Linked DNA regions of Mus musculus: region 1 is linked to region 2. A link is a contact called in public promoter capture Hi-C data. All regions are on one chromosome and are shown on one strand. Each heading gives the region's core, a stretch centred on a gene start, on an enhancer-like site or on the middle of the called end of the contact. The rest is flanking DNA. Distances are from core to core; before and after follow the strand shown.

Evidence for each region. Promoter capture Hi-C pulls out the DNA fragments that hold promoters and counts their contacts.
Region 1: a promoter capture Hi-C map of pre-B cells shows a contact between it and region 2. The contact joins the promoter of Noct here to the promoter of D3Ertd751e in region 2. A contact is called at or near these places in 1 of 39 promoter capture datasets (pre-B cells) and 1 of 484 Hi-C or Micro-C datasets (CD4 T cells).

Annotation. Positions count from the first base shown.
Region 1 is chr3:51,221,676-51,227,022 of GRCm38.p6, forward strand. It overlaps Noct (nocturnin), which reads left to right and starts at 2,772. Exons shown (of 3, transcript NM_009834.2): 1 at 2,772-3,612. The coding sequence starts at 3,429.
Region 2 is chr3:41,739,555-41,745,045 of GRCm38.p6, forward strand. It overlaps D3Ertd751e (DNA segment, Chr 3, ERATO Doi 751, expressed), which reads left to right and starts at 3,064. Exons shown (of 6, transcript NM_001099785.1): 1 at 3,064-3,135. Sclt1 (sodium channel and clathrin linker 1) reads right to left here and starts at 2,960. Exons shown (of 21, transcript NM_001081411.1): 1 at 2,441-2,960. The coding sequence starts at 2,474.

The DNA.
Region 1 (5,347 bases), core at 1,522-4,021, 9.5 Mb after region 2:
GTTGACTGGCCCTATCTTCTGCAAATAATCTGTGAGTTGCCAAAGTCGAACAACTATGTCATTCAAGGAGAGTTCCACATGCCCTCTCCCCTCACCCCCCCCCTGCCTCCCCCTTTTTTGAGACAGGGTTTCTCTGTGTAGCCCTGGCTGTCCTGGAGCTTGCTCTGTAAGCCAGGTGGCCTCAAACTCGCAGATTTCTATGCCTCCAAAGTGCCGGGATCAAAGGCGTGTGCCACCACGCCTGGCTACTCTTTGCTCTCTATCCATCTGCTAATGTCCCCTGAATGTTGGAGGACATGCGACAGCTGTCCTGTTTATGACTGGGCACTCAAGAGTCACTTAACCTCTGTACTTTTGATTAGTTATGAGTCTCTGCAGTCACCCGCTGACTACTGCAAAAAGAACCTCCTCTCAGCAAAGCTGACGGCAGCAGTAACGGGCAGGAACATTGCTATTTAGAAGGTAATTAGAAAGGCACATCATGTCCACTTATCAAAACAATGGAAGTAGCTTACCTACTGGACTCTACTTCAGGCTTTGGAACAGGTTCACAATAGCAGAAATGAATTCCCTCCTATCGGGCAGGCCTCGATGCCAATCAGAAAACGGTTGGCTACCCCTGTAACAGTCCTGACACGTTGTACCAAGAGGTTGTTGTCTGGTCAGTTGATGTTGCACATAGGGTCCACAGCAAAGGCTGTTGGTGACAAAGCTCCCCACTCCCCACCCCACCCCCACTCGCCCCTGCTCCAGCAGCCTATAGAATACCTTGTGTGCGCTAACTGGGAGGAACCTTCCAGTCCGGTTCCAGCTGGATCCCTCCATGTTCTGTGACTAACACATATGTCGACACTTCAGGGTCTTATCATTTATTTCTGGTAGGCAGCCAATAGCAGTGGCAATTGCCTGTAGTGTTTTAATGGCTTCAGGAGCTACTATATGTACAGTAGCCCATAGCTGGCACTGGGCGCTCTAATAGCCTATGGCTTGGGTGGGGAACAGCTTTATCTACCCAGGAAACTTCCACTCAAGCTACTTTTTTTAAAGATTTATTTATTATTATATCTAAGTACACTGTAGCTGTCTTCAGACACACCAGTAAAGGGCATCAGATCTCATTACGGATGGTTGTGAGCCACCATGTGGTTGCTGGGATTTGAACTCAGGACCTTCGGAAGAGCAGTCGGTGCTCTTAACCACTGAGCCATCTCTCCAGCCCTCAAACTACTTTTAAACTTGTTAATTAATTCGCTCATGGAGTATCTAATTTCCTTAAGGCTGTCTCATTCATTACAAGTTCTGGTTGACCCTCTCTGCTCCCTCTGCTGTGCTTTCTTGGCTACTGACAAACTGCTTACAGGAGTAAGAAAGGGAAGGGGGGGGAGAAAATGTGGTGTGTGGTGGGGGTTGGGGGAGGGAGGGAGTCAGCATCCATAGATCCATTACCTAAACTGTAAACCAACTGCTGTATTTTGTTCTATCTGCAAAGCACTTGCTACCTTCTTATGACCCTTTGCCTTGCCTAATGACTCATGGGCGATTGATTGCTGTACAGATAAGAAAACTGAGCCTCAGACGCTAATAATGACCAGCTAAGGAGTTCCTGGCCCCGATGCTGTCATCGGCTTGTCAGCTGATTCATCCGTATCCTGTGGGTGTTAGATGTTTTAGGCCAGGTCTGGAAAGCATTTTGAATCCTTGGTGACGATACTCATTCAAAGTTTCTTTTCCATTCCCGGTTAGGGTTAGTCACTCCTTACACAACCTACCTGAGGTATTTCTTCAACTCATTCTCTCCTGCTTCCCTCTCCGCCTCCCCCCACCCCTTCCCTCTCCATACCCCCTTAGGTGAGAATGTGAGTCTTGGGCCTCTCAAGTGCTGTGTAAGTGCTCCACCACTGAGCAACATCTCCAGCATTTTCCTGGAACATATGGCATCCGATTAAAACACAGCTCTGACCATATCCTAGCATCCCTGCAACAGAGCTGACAAAAATAAGGGTTTTCTCAAGAGAATGTGGGTGTGTGCATCTGACTCTCAGACTATTGAAACAATGGACCCCCCAAGAAATGGGAATTTCCTTCAGGAAACTCCTGCTGGGAAAAGGAAAAGGCCTTTGCTTGAGGGGGAATTCTTTCAGGAAGCGGGAATTCACACAGTTCTATCTAGTCAGATCGCTTTGACCCGGACTGCTGAGATGTGCATACCCCTGGCCTTCTATTTGAACTTTAATCTCATTTTGGGATCCCAGAGAGAGGTTAACTCTTCGTCCTTCTACCCCATGTGGGCATATTAAGTACATCTCCTTTTTTCAGTTTTGTTCGTTTGTATTCTTGTTGTTGTTTTGAGGGTTTTGTTTGTTTGGTGTTTTTCTGTTTCTTTGTTTTTATTTTGAGACAGAGCTTCACTGTGTAGCTCTGGCCGGCCGGATCTCTCCAGACCATGTTGAAGATCCGGGCCCCTGCCCCAGTGCTGAGATTAAAGGCGGTCGCCCTCACCGCCGCACCTGCTTTCCACTTTCAATTTGGCTTTTTCAGTGGTTTATTGGATGGATAATGCTTTAAATTCGGTAACAGTCCAAATTACGTCTGGCCCATCCCAAGCAGTTGTTTTGGGTTGGGGGGGGTTGTTTTGTTTTGTTTCCCCCCCCCCTCCCCAATTCCCTTAGCCTTCATTTTCCATAACTACAGTGCTGTCTCCCAGGTGTGACTTCCAGCCCTCCAATCAGGGCCCAGCTAGCTCCAAGGCCAATTCCACCAGACCTTCTGGCAGGACTGACGCTCAACGCCCTGCAGTCCGTTTCCGCCTCTCGTGCCTGAGGGGCGGATGCTTGTCGCAGCCGCCACACAAGTAGCCAGCGCGTCCTGGTGCCTAATCTCCTTCAGCACCGCGGAGCGTGGAGCCCACAGCTCGGGGAGGACGTTCTCCCAGACACGCGCTCGCACACACTCAGCGCTGGCACCAACCCGGGATTCCCAGCCTGTGGACGCTCCCATTGCAGCCGGCGGGAGGGGACAGAGGCTCCCGGAACGCCTCTCTAACGAATCCCCGCGGTGTCAGCCAGCCCCCAGCCTCCGCCCCGTGGGAGATCTACAGTCGCTGTCACTGATCCAGACGGTCCATTCTCGGCCGGAGCTGTCCGGGTCTGACTGCGCCCTGGTCGTGCGCGCGGATCCCCCCCTCTGCAGCCACCGCGTGGTAGCGCCCGCTCCGCCGCCGCTCGCCGGTTGCTCCCCGGCGCTAGCTCCCTCGCCTCAGTGAGCCGCCGCTGCTGCCGCCGCCGCGTCTGCCTCCCGGCACAGCTCGCCCGGTCGGCGCCGAGGGACGAGGAGGAAGGAACACCCCGCAGCGCAGCGGTCCCGCGCCACCCCCACCCCACCGTCGCCCGCCCAGCTCGGCCCGGCTCGTCAGCGCGGCGGCGCCCGGCATGTATCAGAGCCCGCGGCGGCTCTGCTCGGCCCTGCTGCTCAGGGACGCCCCCGGCCTGCGCCGCACACTCGTGCCCGGCCCGCGCCGAACGCTCGCCCCGCCGGTGCTCGGATCTCGGCCCAAGTCCCCGCAACTGCAGGCGGCGGCGGCCTCGGGCGCCGCGAGGTCGCGTCCCCGAACAGGTGAGCGGGAGCGCGGAATGAATGGGCGCCGCGGGCTGGTCCCCTGCGTTCACCCCGGCGTCGCGTCGGGAGGGAGGGAACGCCGCTCAGGGGGCCTCGCTTTCCGCGTTCGTGTCTGATCCCCCTGAATCCCCGGTGGCCACAGTGACCCCAGTCGCTAACGTTTTGCTTTACCCCTCACCCCCACCCCCCGATGCAGGGCGGTAACGCTTTGGTTGCAGACGGCTTGTGGACATCCTCATGAAGGGGAAAAAATATCTAAAAATGGCATGATCTTGGGTTTGCAGGGCCTACAGGCTCTGAATCTTCTCAAAGCCCTGGTAGTAATAGCACATGTTAACTCGTTACGCTCATTAATTTATTTATGTTTTGGAAGGGGGGGAGTCTTCCACTTCGTCTTAAATCCCTGGTAAATCAACCTTTCATGAAGTCAGTTCTGTACATCATCTTGTGTTTTTTAAGTGTCTCCTTTCTGCCTAAAAGCAGATTGCGACGGTCACAAACTACATATAAATCAAGTATGGCTTTTAAATGAGTAGTTTCTCCCTCAAATCTAGCAATTACTTAATGTAGGCGCTCCTTCAGAACCAGCAATTATTCCATAGTACTTTTCTAGAAAGTGTAATTTGGTTGTTACCTCAAATTAGGTTATTGCCGTCTAACATTCGGATGCAGTAACCATCCTTATTTTACTAGAGTACATTTTGAGAGAGTATTGGTTGAATTTAAGGACAGAGTGTACATTAGAACGTATAGGTTCCCTGTGGTTGTCTTTTGTTGCCTTTTTTTCCCCCCAAGACATGGCCATGGCTGTCCTAGACCTTGTCTATGTAGACCAGGCTGGGTTCGAATTTATAGAGATCCACCCGCCTCAGCCTACCGGATGCTGGGATTAAAGGCTAGCACGTGGCGCCAAGTTTCATGAGGCTTTCTTTAACGAGTTATCGCAGGGCAGTGGTGGCCCACGTCTTTAATCCCAGCACTTGGGAGGCAGAGGCAGGCAGATTTCTGAGTTCGAGGCCAGCCTGGTCTACAGAGTGAGTTCCAGGACAGCCAGGGCTATACAGAGACAGCTGTCTCAAAAAGGTAGGAAGGAAGGCAAGACTTTTGAAAGTCCAGGGTCGTGCCCCCACCTCAGGGTCTATAGAACCTTGGTGGGTTGTGGAATAACTGTTGGGATGGATAGCATCCCAGTAACACCATTTTCCTGTTGCTCGTCTCAAGGAGGAACATTGTTAGGTTTGGTGGTGGAAAGGTTGGCTGGTACCAGCCCCCTCCAACTCCTTCAGAAGCCGGATTTGTCATTAGGCACATCTGTGTGCACAGGTGGGTTATGTAGTTCAGAGCAAGGACAGCTGTGGTAATGGAGTCAAAGAGTTGGCAGTGTGAGGCTTCTGACCGATGTCTAATGCATTTCTTTAAAAGTTAATTGAAACCCCTTGGATTTATGGGTAAAAACCTATAGATGGAAGGAGGTAGGGTAGGGAAGTGGTAGACTGTGGGTTTTACAATAGGCCCTAGCAGCAAAGAAAGAAATTGCAGGCTTTTTTGTGGTACTTAAACTATCTTAGACAGCACAGGGTGTAGGCAGGTTTCCTGTTTCTTGCAGCTTTGGGGGAAAGATACAGTCATTGATTCGTTGCTCATTCTTATGCCGTGTCACTCACTGTAGAAGAGTCTGTAATATATTAAATTGATGAGTCTAAGCTTTAGGTTATTCAAAGAGCTTACTTCC
Region 2 (5,491 bases), core at 1,814-4,313:
TAAATGATGAAGCACAGAAGAATAAATAGGTCATGATCTTACTTTTTAAAACTAAATATTGAAAAAACTAAATTAAGGTATAACATTAAAGATAGTGATTATATTTCACTATCTTTGAGGAAGAGGGAGTGGTTATAAATTTTTTGAGGTTCTCGCCATTCCCATTTCTGGACTTAAATTGTATATATTACAAGAACGTTTCACTTTGCCATGACGCTTGTTTTCTTTTTTAAATTTATGTTATAAACAAACACACATAAATATGCAAATGCATTAACCAGTTGCTTCTGTAAATGTTGGAGACATTGGCAGTATCATGCAATACTCAAGTTTATTAACATACCATTTTCTTTTAATAAAAGTCAAATCTACAAAGGAAATCCTCCTGTACCCTGAAGACATGAAGACATATTCTTAATGGACTTTTGAAAATGTTAAAGATTTACTTTATGTGTTATGAGTTTGAAGCTAACCTAGGCTATTGAGAGAATCTAAGGCCAGGTCTTCTCAAAACAAAATAAACATACAAAAACCAAAAAAAACAAAAACCAAATTAATCCAGTGAGAAGAAATTAAGATCCACTTTAGTCAATGTAGAAGGCTGGGTATGGTGGCACACGCCTTTAATCTCAACATTCTTGAGGCAGAAGGAGCAGTGTTCAAGGCCAGTGTAGTCTAAAAATCTAGTTCCAGAACACTCGGAACTGTTAAACAGAGAAACAATGCTTGAAAAAAACAAATGAACAATCAATCAATCAATCAGTAGAGAGTATGAGAGGCAAATGGAAGGATGGAGAGTCATCTTTATCTCAACAGTGGTAGGTGGTATGGCTAGTGGGACAACCCCCATCTTTAACTAGCATACAAGTTCTAGTAACAGAAAAAGCTCACAGATTCCTAACACTCATTCTTAGCTCTTCATACAAACCTTAAAATTCCATGCTTCCATTTCCTGACCTTTCAAGCCCTTGAGCTCTGATGCTTCTATGTGGGAATCTCTTCTTCCATTCTCCCTTGTGTTTTACTGACTTACAATTCAGTTTTCAATTAAAATAAATTCTCTTACTTGGGCTTGCTCAGATTTGGGACTCAATTTTTATTTAAGAATTACAGTTGCTTTATTCTTCTAAAACTCATCTTCTAAAATTCAGGTGTCTCTCCACCAAGCAAAACTCATTTACGATGATCACTCAGATTGTGATCTATCCATCTTTATAGAGTGAGGGAGGTTTTTCCTACTCATTTGCTTAAGAAATAATGCTATTGTAATGTCAACACACACACACATGGAACGTATACATATGTATGCATATATCCCACAACACTATAAATAGTGTGTATGGGGGTGGGGGAGCAGAGCATTTAACATGTATTAACCATAGGCACAGAGAAGCTAAGAATTTTGACCAAGATCAAACTTGTAAAATGTGAGAGCTAGGCAATATATGTACAGAAACAAATCTAAAGAGTATGTCCTTACTTCTGGTCTCAATGTAGAGTTCAGCATGTTTCCCCAACCTTCTCTGTAGCTCAAGAAAATACCTGAGTTTCTCTCTTTCTCTTTCAAATCTCTCAGCCTTCAATCTCTACATCTTCCTTAGGTCCTATAGGTATCCTTCTTACCTATGATTACAACTGCAGCTAACGAACTGTACTCCTCTATAAACCTCTATGTAGTGTTCAAGGCAACTGTCTTGTTTTTAAACAAAGCATTACTACCAATTCCTCAATGTTGCCAATAATTTGGACACCTAAACCTTTCTTATCAGTAAACACATAGTGGTATGTCAAGATTCTGTCCAAATGGCATCTCCTCTGGAAGTAGTTTAATAACCGCATAATAGTCAATATTTGTTTAGCTCCATGTTAGTAGATGCTATTTCAATGTTTGCTCAATAATTCCATCAACTACTTGGAATCTGATGCAAACGAGTCGGCAGTTGCTGCTGCTTCAGTGTATTTTTGGTATTTATGTATCTCCTTCTGCCAGCTACATGCTTGGAGAACAAGAATCTCCTTACATCAGCTACATGTATAGCACCTGGCACGTAATGAAACATAGGTCAACATCTTTTAAACTAACGACCTGAGCAATGCCTGGAGGTCCTAACCTGCAGGCTTGGAAACTCTTCCTGGCCATCAGCCCTCCAGTTTCTTCGAGCACAACAGACGCATTGCATTACAAATCTATTTCGTGCCTGGCCGACTCCAGTGCACGCTCAAGGAATATTCTACAAGTATTTACTAGCGTCTCAGCTTCGTTAAGTACATACATAGCCTCATGTACATCACCAAGCATTTTGTGCAGAGCACTTCTTTTTAAGTTTTTAACATTTTTCACGCTGGGACCCGACCAGCATTCACAACACATTAGTAGGTCAACGATAGCGACACTGCACCTTACAGATGAATTTTCCATCAGGGAACAGAGCGCGCTTACTTTGGTCTCTCAGTAAGTCGATTTCTGTGGCCATTTCGATATTTTAGTTTGGAGTTTTCATCACGTTTATCGATTCCTCGCAGGGGGGAAAGAAGGTATTTCTCAAACAAGCAAGCAATCGAACAACAACAAAAAAGCAGCCTCCCGCTGTGAGGGCAAACAAAAAGCTAAGGGGTCGCAGGGGCAGCCGAGCCCTGGCGCGGAGACATCAGCATCCCACTCACGCGGCGGCGCAGCCCGGCCCGCCGCTCCGCGGAACCCAGGCGACGCGCCTCAGACTCCGTTCCGCGCTCGGCCGGACCCGGCCGGACGAGAAGGGCCGCGGAGCCGCGCGCGGCCGGAGGGCGCCGAGTTCCCGTCAGACCGCGCGGGAGGATGACCCTGCGACGCGCCTGGCTGGGCGGCAGCGTCCCCGCCGGCTGAGGGGCGACGCCAGGGCCGCGGGAAAGCAGGAGCGGCCGCGGAGTCCACTCGGCCCGCCCTGCGACTTTGAAAGCGGTGCCCCAGACCGTTCCTTGGAGACGGTGACGCCGCGTCCGTCATCACGCGTGCGTCGGTAGGCGTCATTGCGCCGTCTCAGGCGCAGGCAGGTGATTGGCTATCTGTCAGGCGGTGGGCGGGTCCCTGAGGCCGCGTTGGGGGCTGAGTGGGTTGCTTGGCGCCTTCCGCAGTGGCGCAGCGAGTGTCTGTCTGAGGTAGTGTGGCGCATTTTTAATTTAATTAATTTTTTTTTTTTTGTATGGAAACTGTGATAGGAGCAGGCACTAACTAGGTAGGGATTTTCATTGCCCACCCCCGAGTCTTGGTTTTGCAGACACTAAGCGTCTGTGGGAGTCTGTGCAGAGAGGTCTGTGAGTCCTCGGGCTGAGGTGACTCAAGGTCCCCTCACCCCGCCCCCCAGTTTAGAGCTGTCGCTCCTAGGTCTGAAACTGGTTCTTGTGCCTAGAAAAGAGAACTATTGTCCAATATTTAACCCTGTGGCTTCAAGAAGGCACCTGGTCAGGATCCAGGATAGCCTGCAAATCTAGCAGGTATTTCAGAGATGTTTCTTCGGATTTAAGGAAAGATAAAATTCTGCAAAAATAAAATGAAATTTGTACTGGGGCATAAACTACCGTTCACAGTTTTACGAAGTGATATTATGAGTATTTGAGCTGTAAAGCTTGAAACATAAAACATACACAAAATATTGGGGGCAAAAGACATTAGCGATAAAAAAATGCTCACTTGAAGTTTATCATTGGCTTTTGAGGCTTTTAATTGATTATATTTTTATGCATTGAAATACAGTTTCTTTAAATATGCTCAGGGCCTGAGATAGCTTGGTTATGAAGTGCTTGCCTGGAATTCCCCAGCACCCACATAAAAAGCCAAGCAAATCCCCTTTAATTTAAAGATTAAATGGCCTTTAATAGTAGTGCTTGAGAGGAGCAGACAGGATGAGGGAAAAGGGTGCTCTCTATCCAGCAGCCTAGACAAATTTGAAAGTGACTCCAGAGTCAGTAAGTCATTGTCGCAAAAAGTAAAATCAGGCATGTTAATAAGATTTTTTTTTCCTGTTTGATAATATCTGGTGAAAATAAAGGTAGGTTAAAAAAGGTGAACAGCCTTTGAGAATGACATCCCACTGATACTCTGCCTCAAGCTCAGTCCATACACAGCTATAGACGTACTCCCCCACGTGGACACACACAAAAACAAAACAAAAGGCATGTATGCCCTGGATGAAGTTTGGCTTTTTGTTTAACCGTTGAAGACGTTTAGTAATCTTGTACTCATAAAACAGTATCAACAGTGTTACCCTCATTCCTCTAAAAAGAGTCGCTGCTAAATATGTATGTGTTGGCACTAGCCATGCAAAGGGTTAGTTTAGCTTTGAATCAGTGAAAATTCAACCCGGTCTGGTTTTTAGTGGCCATAAACGTAACAAAAAAAAAAAAAACACACTGATTGTGCAAGCTCCATTTCTTTTTTAGGTTCACTATAGGGTACTTTCTGAGGAACATTTTTTATTGACTCAAAAAGATTTTCCTACATTTGGTAGGAATATATTAGGGTGAAGAAAGCCAAGTGTGACTTCTGTATTAAAATTATCAATGGTTTTGTCTAAACTGAGTAGTGAAATAGAACTTTGATATTTGCACTTGAAGTGCTTGTTTTTATATGATCATGGTCAAAATAAGCACAAGCCAGTTGAAGTTTCATGCATTGAAAACTAATGGCAGGTTTCACTGGTAATTTTAATAAATTGACACTAAACATCTAGTATTGACATTAAACATGCTAGGCTTCTGTCTAGCAAACCTTCAGAACATATGAAATAGGAATCTAAGTAAGCGAATTGGAAAGCTAGCTCATCACAGCAAGAATTTGAGCCCAGAAAATATGGCTTCAGTATCACAACCGTTGACCACCATGTGATATAAATTATGCTGAATGTTTTAATGTTTATAGCTAGCTTCTAATTGCAATAAATGAATGGCTACTTTACATGTTTTATTATAATCTCCAGTGATTTACTGTTCATTTTTCAAATGGTTTTATAATGTGTTGTAATGTGTTGCTGAGTTAGCCTTCCCCCTTAAAACAATTAAAAAGACATAAGCACCCAGAATTCAAATGGTGTGATTAAAAACCTTCAGATGTTCCTTTGTGTGTCCTCTCAACATTTTCACTGAAAAATCAGGTTTGTCTGTTTCAGAATTCCTAGTTCCTCCCTCTAGAACGCAGGAGCAACTGGGCAGAGCCTAAGAGGGAGCTCACTGCTCAGACCTGGGCCAGAGACCACAGCTAGCACCAAACTTAGAAGAGCTTCCAGGTCTGTGTCCTATCGGTTCCTATTGGTATGTCCTTTGAGCATCTCTTCAAAGTCTGTCTTTACTTGGACTGAAACCATTTGATAGTCCCATTGCCTCCAGCTGGCAGGTTCCCTGACTTTACTTTCTTCTCCCTCCTTTTCTTTTAGAAATGTGTGCTGCAGTGTCAGATGCGAACTAAAAAGCAGTATGGACTGTAATAAAAAATTAAAGATTTTGTTTTTTGTTTTTGTTT